Linked DNA regions of Mus musculus: region 2 is linked to region 1. A link is a contact called in public promoter capture Hi-C data. All regions are on one chromosome and are shown on one strand. The core of a region is the stretch at or near the end of the contact, and the rest is flanking DNA. Distances in the headings are between cores, read along the strand shown. Region 1 holds the start of Cnep1r1 (CTD nuclear envelope phosphatase 1 regulatory subunit 1). Region 2 holds the start of Crnde (colorectal neoplasia differentially expressed (non-protein coding)).

Region 1 (4,403 bases), core at 945-3,444:
ACCCTGTCTTGAAGAAAAAACAAAAACCAAAAAGACAGAGTTCACTGTGTAGTCTTGCTAGCCTGGAGCTCCCTGGGTAAATCTGCCTGCCTCTGCCTCCTGAGTGCTGGGACTTAACGTTTGTACCACCACACTCAGCTGCCTCTGTTCTTAAAAGAAATGGCGCCGGGTGGTGGTGGCGCACGCCTTTAATTACTTTAAGCACTTGGGAGGCAGAGGCAGGTGGATTTCTGAGTTCCAGGACAGCCAGGGCTACACAGAGAAACCCTGTCTCAAAAAAAAAAAAAAAAAAAAAAAAAAAAGTAATGGCTATGGGCAAGGGTGTAGTGTAGCATTCCTTTAATCCCAGCAAAGGCAAGAAAATCTCTGTGAACTCAAAACCTACCTGGTCAACATAGAGAGTTACAAAACAGCCAGGAATATGTCTGACCCTGGCTCAAAACATCAAGATGTCATCATCTAATAAGTATATTTTATAACTCATAGGTTTTGATCCATAACATTAAAAATTCATCTCGAAGCTGGGCATGATGGTACCATGCTTTTAATCCCAGCACTGCAGGTAGGTCTCTGAGTTCTAGGCTAGCTTACTCTACAAAGTGAGTTCCAGGACAGTCAAGGTTGCTATACAGAGAAACCTTGTTTGGAAAAAAACATAACACACACACACACACACACACACACACACATCTTTAAGTCAGGCTTGGCAACTCACACCTGAATACTTGAAAGGCTTAAGCAGGAGGACTGCAAGTTTGAAGCCAGAATGGACCTTTGTAGCAAGTTCATGACCAGCTTAATCTACAGAGAAAAACTCCATCTCTAAAACAAACAAGTCATCGTAAAAGTTTAAATGAGATAATGCATGTAAAGGGTTTGGACCAGAGAAGGCTCCTTAATGGGAAAGTTTAGAAAGTGCTACTAGGGTAGAGGAGTCTATAAAACAAAGGAGTCAGGAGCTGATAAGTGAGTTAGGGCAAAGGTTGATTAGTAAAACACACAATGTATCAATTTTGGGAACATGGCGGTGTTGCTCAAAGACCTTCTCAGCCCTGATCTGTGTGGCTGGATCCTTTCCGTCTTCTTGGGCCTCTCAGCTCAAACTTCCTTGCAACACTTCTGGACCTCCTTCCTCCTGTCTTTAATATTGGTTGCTTTTTCCATAGAGCTACTGTTATCTGAAATCAGTTGCCTACTTTTATGTTTATTGCTCCCTGAAACCTTTCACTGTGAGGAATGCAATCTTATCTACCGTGGTCATAAATATAATGTAATATGGGACAAATACAATGCGTAGCATGTCATGCAATAAATACCTCTTGAATGAATCAATGACCACCAGGAAATAAACAGAAATAACAGGTCATTTTAATCAAATGTTAATTTTGCTAACCCTGTACATATTTTTGTTATACTTACAAAGACATACTTTGTGCATTCTTTTTTTGTTTTGTTTTGTTTTTTGTTGTTGTTTTTTGGTTTTTGTTTTTGTTTTTTTGGTTTTTTTTTTTTTGTTTGTTTGTTTTTCGAGACAGGGTTTCTCTTAGCCCTGGCTGTCCTGGAACTCACTCTGTAGACCAGGCTAGCTTCGAACTCAGAAATCCACCTGCCTCTGCCTCCCAAGTGCTGGGATTAAAGGTATGCGCCACCACCGCCCGGCACTTTGTGCATTCTTTATGACTATATTGGACGACATGAGGAGAAAATAACCAAGAAAGAAATCCTTCCTTAAGGAATTGGATATCTAAAGAAGAGAAATCAAAATCAAGGAAATCTGCTTGGGGGCGCTTCTAGTACTTACTGCTGAACATATCTCAGTTTCTCTTTAGTTCCTTGAGGGCAGGGATAGATTGGTGGTCTCTCCTTAGCAACCAAAATACTGCCCAGAAGTTAGTGGGCGCTCAATCATTGTTTTAAGAACTAAGAAAGCAACCAAGCTTAAAAATAAAGTATGCTTGGACAGAATTCAGTTCCTCCCCGAGGCAGGAGGCGGCGCCATGGCTATATCAGCCTAGCTGCTCGCTATTCTCGGCCCTTCCAGTTGAACATCTAGCGCTGGGTTCCCGAAGGCGTTTGCTGAAATTAGCCAATAGAAAACTAGTTTAGTTGAGGGGTCTGGATGAGCTACCCAATAAACTCAACGTTTCTAGAAAATGGGCGGTGCCAAACGGAGGGGCTGAAGGGAGCGGTTAGAGGTGGGAGTTGGCGCTGTCGGCGGGGCGGGGAGGGCGGGCTGCGATGAGGACCGGGCCGTGGCGGTGACCGGAGCTGCCGCCCGACATGAACTCGCTGGAACAAGCGGAAGGTAGAGTGTGTCTTCCGCCGGGTCCCGTCCCGAGGCTGAGGAGGTCGCGAGGGCGGCGTGGCGGGGACGCGGGGCGCACGGCCGCCGAGGGGTGCCGCCTTCCCCCCCCGCAGGGGCTCGGGGGCCCCCCCGTCTCAGTGACGAGCCCTTGCGAGTTATAGAGTGCGAATTCATTTTCTGTTTGACAACCTAACGAACCGTAACCCTAATTTCTTCCTTGGCTTCTGTAATTGCCGGAATTTAGATGTACTCTTGGCCTTTCAAAGTTTTGTTTTATTTTGATTTTTTAAAAAACACCTCTGTGGGAATAACACCCTACTTCATTCAGAGGTACGCTCTGCCACAGCACAAGGCGTAGGCGCTGCTGCTGGCCGGACGTTCACCGGCGACCCATTCCTAGGAGGATAAGGGAGTATGTTTGTACAGCCCGTTATCTGTGTATGGAAGTCTAGTAAGCCCATACTACATAGCCATCAATTAATGATAAGAGCTAGGGCCGGAATCGGATAATTGCAGTCAATTAGACCTCATGGATTTTGATGTTTCAACAGGAAGTTCTTGGTTCCACAGAATTAGAATTAAGCTGGAGTTTGGTCCATTTATTTGTAAACACCCTCCACCGCACCCCCCAGTTTTAGCTTTTGACTCTTGGCTGAAGTTGCTGCTGGTCTTCCAGCATACCAGTTTTCAAGCTTCTAAAAGTAGACCAACTGGTTTCCAGAAATTGGGATGAACGAAAAATGATGTTTTTGTTGTGTACTTAAAATTGTTATTATATAAGCAAACGGTGCGTGACACAAGTAATTTGATGTGCAAGACCTGTTGGAGTTTGTCGATCTAAAATTTCATTTTATCAAATTTCATTTCGGACTAGAAAGAGCAGATAGAGAACTGAATTCTCTTTACCTAGATCTCAAGGCTTTCGAAAGAAGACTTACTGAATATATTCATTGCTTGCAACCTGCCACTGGACGTTGGAGAAGTAAGTTGCTGAATGCTTTCTAAGGGAAAATAAAGTGTGGTTGATAGCTTTATTCCTAAGTAGGAACGACTCCCTTTCTTTAAAACTTTTGACTAGTAAATCCTTGTTTTACTAAGCTATAAGATTTCTGAGTTTAGACAACTTTTTTTGTTTTTGTTTTTGTTTTTTGTTGTTGTTGTTGTTGTTGTTTTTCCAGACAGGGTTTCTCTGTATAGCCCTGGCTGTCCTGGAACTCGCTCTGTAGACCAGGCTGGCCTCGAACTCAGAAATCCACCTGCCTCTGCCTCTGCCTCCTGAGTGCTGGGATTAAAGGCGTGAGCCACCAAGCCTGGCTAGACAACTTTTAAATGTATTACTTAGTGCTGTTGACAACGTATTACACAGAAGTACTTAAGAAAATTATGAGCTGGCAAGATAGCTCTGGTGTATGCCGTTCAAGCCTATATCCCTCAGTTGCATCTTCAGAAGCCATTTAAAGGGGAAGGAGAGGGCAGACTCCACAAACTTCTCTTCTGACCTTCACATTTGTGCTGTGCTATGACATGCATGCCTATATATACCATGCAGCTACACACACACACTAAATAATTTTTTAAAGAAAAAGGAAATTATAACTGGCTACCCTAAAAGGAGAGACTATTTTATATGGTTGAATTGTTATTTTTTATGAAAATACATATTTTTTAATTTTAAGTGCATGCCTGTTGCCTGCAGAGTCCAGAAGAGGGTACCTTATATCCTGCAACAGGAGTTGCTAGTGATTATAAGCTATTGTGTGGGTGCTGGGGACTGAACCCAGGTTCTCTGCAAGAACAAGTGCTCTTAACTTTTGAGCTATCTCTCCAACCCCACCTCCAATAATATTTTTTTTTTATTTTATGTATGGGTGTTTTGCCTGCACATATGTTTGTATACTACATATGTGCAGTCCCCAAAAGATTCTCTAGGACTGGAGTTATAGAGGGTTGTAAGTTGTCATGTGGGTGCTGGGAATTGAACATGGGACTTGTAGAAGAGCAGCCGGTTGAGCCATTTCTCCAGCCTTAAGAGACATATTTTTAATTAAAAGTTGTAACTTTCAGCTGGGTGGTGGTGGCACACGCCTTTAATCCCAGC
Region 2 (4,362 bases), core at 1,734-4,233, 4.2 Mb after region 1:
ATTCATTCCCAGCTCATCAGCTTAAAGGACACTGTCTGTCATTCTTCGTAACATTTACAAAACACACAAACATGCATAGTTGTGTTATTAATTAAAGTGGAGAATTCATTTGTATTAATATTCTAACTCTTTTAACACAATATATCTAATTTAAAAATAGCATATGCATAATAGCATACAAGATGAGGACTATAGCTGCCAGAGAAAACATTTTGGTGGGGGGAGGCCGGGGGGGGCGGTAAATAAAGCAATTATCTCAAAATGAACGCTCTTGTTTCAGTTTCAGCAAGCAAGTCTAAGTAGTCTTCCTTTGATTTTAGCTCCCCGTGTAATTCTAACCAGCTAATTATCCTTGAAGTCAAGATTCAGCCGTGACTCTCCACCTGGCCTCTCCCATCAGATGCCCAGGGTCCCTCCACTTTCATTTCCTCTCTCTACCCTGAGGTTTATAGTAAAGGAGAGCACGGACACATCTTACACAAATGCTGATTGACAGCCAGCTTCCAGGAAATGTTGAGCTACAAAGAGGAGGGAAGATTTTAATGTAGCACTTATGTTAACCGGCCTGAGGTGCACGGCAAGCCGAGGGTGAGCCACCAGCATCCCCCCTTTGTTGTTCTCACCCCCATTCCTAGTGGAGGATGGTGATATTATTTTAGTGAGTAACCAGGTTATCGTCTGGGTACTAACCTAGTACCGTATCATCACTTGCTCACCAGTTAAAATATATAACACAGTATTCTGGGAGGAGTGAAAGTTTCCCTCATTTCTACAAACGAAAAGGAGGCATCCCATAAACACTGCAGCTATGCACTTGATAATATGAAAAGAGAATGATTTTACATCACCAAGGCTCTTGGGAAGGCTCTTTCCTTCCTCAGACCTTAAAAGGGATACATTTCTCTACTGTTTACATTTTCAGTATTTCCCTGTTTCATGCACACTAAACGCGTCTTCCTCAACAGATTGATTCCAACCATTAATGATTGTCTGCCTAACAATACAGCCCTCTATTTTACGCTTTGCTTTAGAAATTGAGAGCCATAATTCCACAAAGACAGAGCACAAAGAAAGCCAACACAAAGTATTGCCAAAAAGCCACAAGTAGTATCAGAGCATGCCAGAACACTTAACATTAAACTATCATTCCTCTCTAAAACTTCTGTTGCCAAAGAATCTGTCTCACAAAATCTGGAAGCTCAAAGACAGCTTTCAAGAGCAATTAAAGTCTCCAAAAGCAAAACTGTACAAAATTATGTCCTCTCCTTGTGTCTCCATTTATAGACAACATTTTCTCTGGATCTTAATTAAGATAACGATGCACACCTGTGTCAACATTCTCCAGCAAGACAGCCTTATCAATCATAATCCTTTAAGAACACTCGAAAACAGCCAAGCGATAGGACAGAAGCAATCTGTTGCCTTTCCTGATGCTGCTGCTGTGTCTCAGCCACAGAAATGACGAGATCTTTAAAATCCTGCGGGTCTACTTTTGTAAGTCTTTAAAGTTTTCACTGTAAACAACTATTACACTAAGCAAACAGGCGTCACCTCCTTTGCACTTGATAGAAACAATGACAGCCCTACTTGTCCAGAACTTGAAGAGCAAGCGCCATGCCAGATCTTGGCAGCACAATCGTAGGTCTTATTTTAAAGCTCGATGTTTTAAGAGCTAGGCATAACTAGATCCGTGCAGACACGACAAACCAATAAACCCTTGGCAAGTTTTTAAATGAAGCTTAACAAGCCAACATTAAAAACAGAGTAACCTAGCCCTAGTACATGTTTAGAAATATACAAATGCAGCAGTAAGGGGGAATAAACGAGTCTTGGTGATCTGGCATGAGGGTCCTACCTCTGCTGGTGTATAAAAAGCTTCAGCGACAAGAGACCCGGAACTACAGCTAACAAGTGAACAGTTTCCCAAATGGAAAAGCTGACGGAACAGAAAGGAAAAAAAAAAAAAGGTGTTTGTGTGGGGAGGAGTGTTGATTCTCCCCTAGTATCAAGATAAAAAGTTAAAACCTTGTGTTTGCCAGCAAGAATGTGTTTACCAAGCGAGAATATAAAAGCTTTCTTGTAAACATGGAGAAAAGGACGCCAGATGCTATCTGAGTTCCGTCTGCCTGCTAATGATCAGCTTTCGCCTTCCCTCTCTTATTAACGCGGTTCTGTATCAGACGCAGGCGGCTGAGGCCAGCAGAGCAGCAGAGCCATCAGTGTGCAAATAAAGCAGAAAATAGAGACATCCTTAAGAAATGAGCCTTAAATTTGATGTAGAGCGGAGGTGACAACCAGAGAAACAAAATCGCAAATTCTAAATGTTTCAATATCTTGCAGGACACTTTCTAGTCCTTCACACACACCAAAAAAAATAAAAAAAATAAAAAAAATAAAAAAAAAGAGAGAGAGAGAGAGAGAGAGAGCAGAAAAAATATAGAGTGGGGAGCAAGATGGGGAGGGGGAGACAGAAACAGTCAAGTCGCCCAAGTGGCAGGATTATGTAATGAGGATGTCTGCGTGACAGACTTGGGCTCTCGGTGGCACAAACCTCCTTGGCTCGCTTTCAGAAGTCTTCGTCCTGGACCAGAGCCGAGACACTGATGCCGGGGACACGCGTGGGCCAGGGAGACACGCCCACGCGCGCCTGCCCGCACTCAGACCGCGGGGCCCTGCTGCGTCCACCGCCATCGGCTTGGTGCGCGGCTCTGCGCGGGCCGCGGACGCTCCCTCGTGGCAGGCCGCGCCGACCGTTAGCCGGGCTGAGCGGGCGGAGCCGGGGGGCGGTGCGGACGCGGGAGGCGGGGACCCGCGCGTCGGGGCGGGGACGCTCCCTGAAGAGCTCCGGCCTACCCCGAACCCGGAATGGTCAGCCCGAGAGGCAGCCTCAGGCCGCCGCACGCTCTCCAGGGCTCCGGTTTCGCGTGCCGATCAGTCTAGCTCGCAGCCGCCCGCTTCAGCAGCCGACCGCTTCTGGTCTCCATGACAATACGCAGCCAAAGACCCTCCCAGCCACGCCCCCTGGCGCTGGAACTCCGAGGGAAGCGGATTACGTCATCCAGAGGAGGGGCTAATGGAGACCAACGCCCAATCAGAGGCGAAGCTGTGTAGGGGAAGGGCGGGGTAGGCCTAGAGGTTCTTGGAGAATGTAGTCCGCGGGGTCCAACCTCTCGGGGGCGGAACCTGTATCCTGAGTGCTAAGTGAGGGGGCAGTCTGCGCGCGTGCGTGAATGCGCGCCGCGGTGCGGGTCCCTGTGCGATCCGCGTGGGGTTAGTGTTTGCCACGGCCCCAACCGAGCAAACTGCTTGCTGGCTAGTGAGAATCATTACAGGAAACTTTGTGTATTGTTACGCTCCAGCCTGCGCGTGGCTGGGTTGTGAAAGGCCACAAAATGCTTGATGTGTGGTGTGTGCACTCTGCCGCCGGCGGTCCTGGTTTACCAGCGCCCCTGTCTGTCCCAAAGCTTCAGTGCGTTTGTAATTTGCGGCGGCGGGAGGTGGAGACCAGGGACTAGGGTCTGTTTTGCCTTCTCACTGTGTGGCCGTGGGGGGTTTGGGGAGGGGGTGTTCCGAGAACTCTGCCTGGGACTCTGTGGTGTGTGTTTGCCGGGCCAGCGCCTCGCTGAACAAACAGCGGTTGGGTTGGACACTGTTCACTGCCCAGTGTTTGCAGTGGAACTGGGGCGGGGGCGAGCGAGGGTGGAAGGCGACTTAGTGGAACAAAAGGGGCGAGACCCCACACCCTCCGGCTCCACAGACCTGACGGGGCAAGCTGCTCGTGGCTAGACATGAGAAGCAGGCATCGCTACTTGGGATGGCAAGGGGCCGGGGGCGTCTGGGGGACCGACTCGGGTAGAACAGCTTCTCCGTCGGGCACTTCTTGCCCACTGCCTTCCTCGTTCCAGAGAAAAGTCACACCCCCAGCCAGAGACCCCAGAGTCTCCTCTCTAGCCTCTTCTCGTCGTCTGCCAGGGATGGGTGGAAGGAAGGGCTAGCGGGGCCCCTTCTACTTAGGCCTGGCTCTTGCCCACCTGCTGCAGTTGCTGGCGCAGAAAGGCGGTCATCTCGGCCTCGCTGTGCCCTGAGCGCCGGCATCCATCGACTCTCCCTGGGATCTGAATTCCAGGTCTCCAGCTCAACCTAGAGACCTCCGGCAGGAGGGAGAAGCCACTGTGGAGCGTGGAGGGAGAAAAACCACCTCCCAGCCCAGCTCTCGGGAGAACAAGACGTCCGCCAACTTCGCTATTCGCACTGGCGAGGAGGGCGCAGAGCGTTCTCCCGAGCGCAGCCCGCTGCATCTTTCCCTTTGTGTTCCCGAACGGCCCGAGCCAAGACTAAGGCCAGTTGTACGTCGAGATTGCC

The links. Promoter capture Hi-C pulls out the DNA fragments that hold promoters and counts their contacts.
Region 2: a contact with region 1 is called in a promoter capture Hi-C map of pre-B cells, with 2.8 times the contacts expected there. The contact joins the promoter of Crnde here to the promoter of Cnep1r1 in region 1.

What each region holds. Positions count from the first base shown.
Region 1 is chr8:88,116,565-88,120,967 of GRCm38.p6, forward strand. It overlaps Cnep1r1 (CTD nuclear envelope phosphatase 1 regulatory subunit 1), which reads left to right and starts at 2,195. Exons shown (of 6, transcript NM_029074.3): 1 at 2,195-2,305; 2 at 3,216-3,287. The coding sequence starts at 2,281. It overlaps Gm2716 (predicted gene 2716), which reads right to left and starts at 2,043. Exons shown (of 8, transcript NR_151771.1): 1 at 1,802-2,043.
Region 2 is chr8:92,353,137-92,357,498 of GRCm38.p6, forward strand. Crnde (colorectal neoplasia differentially expressed (non-protein coding)) reads right to left here and starts at 2,984. Exons shown (of 4, transcript NR_110452.1): 1 at 2,552-2,984.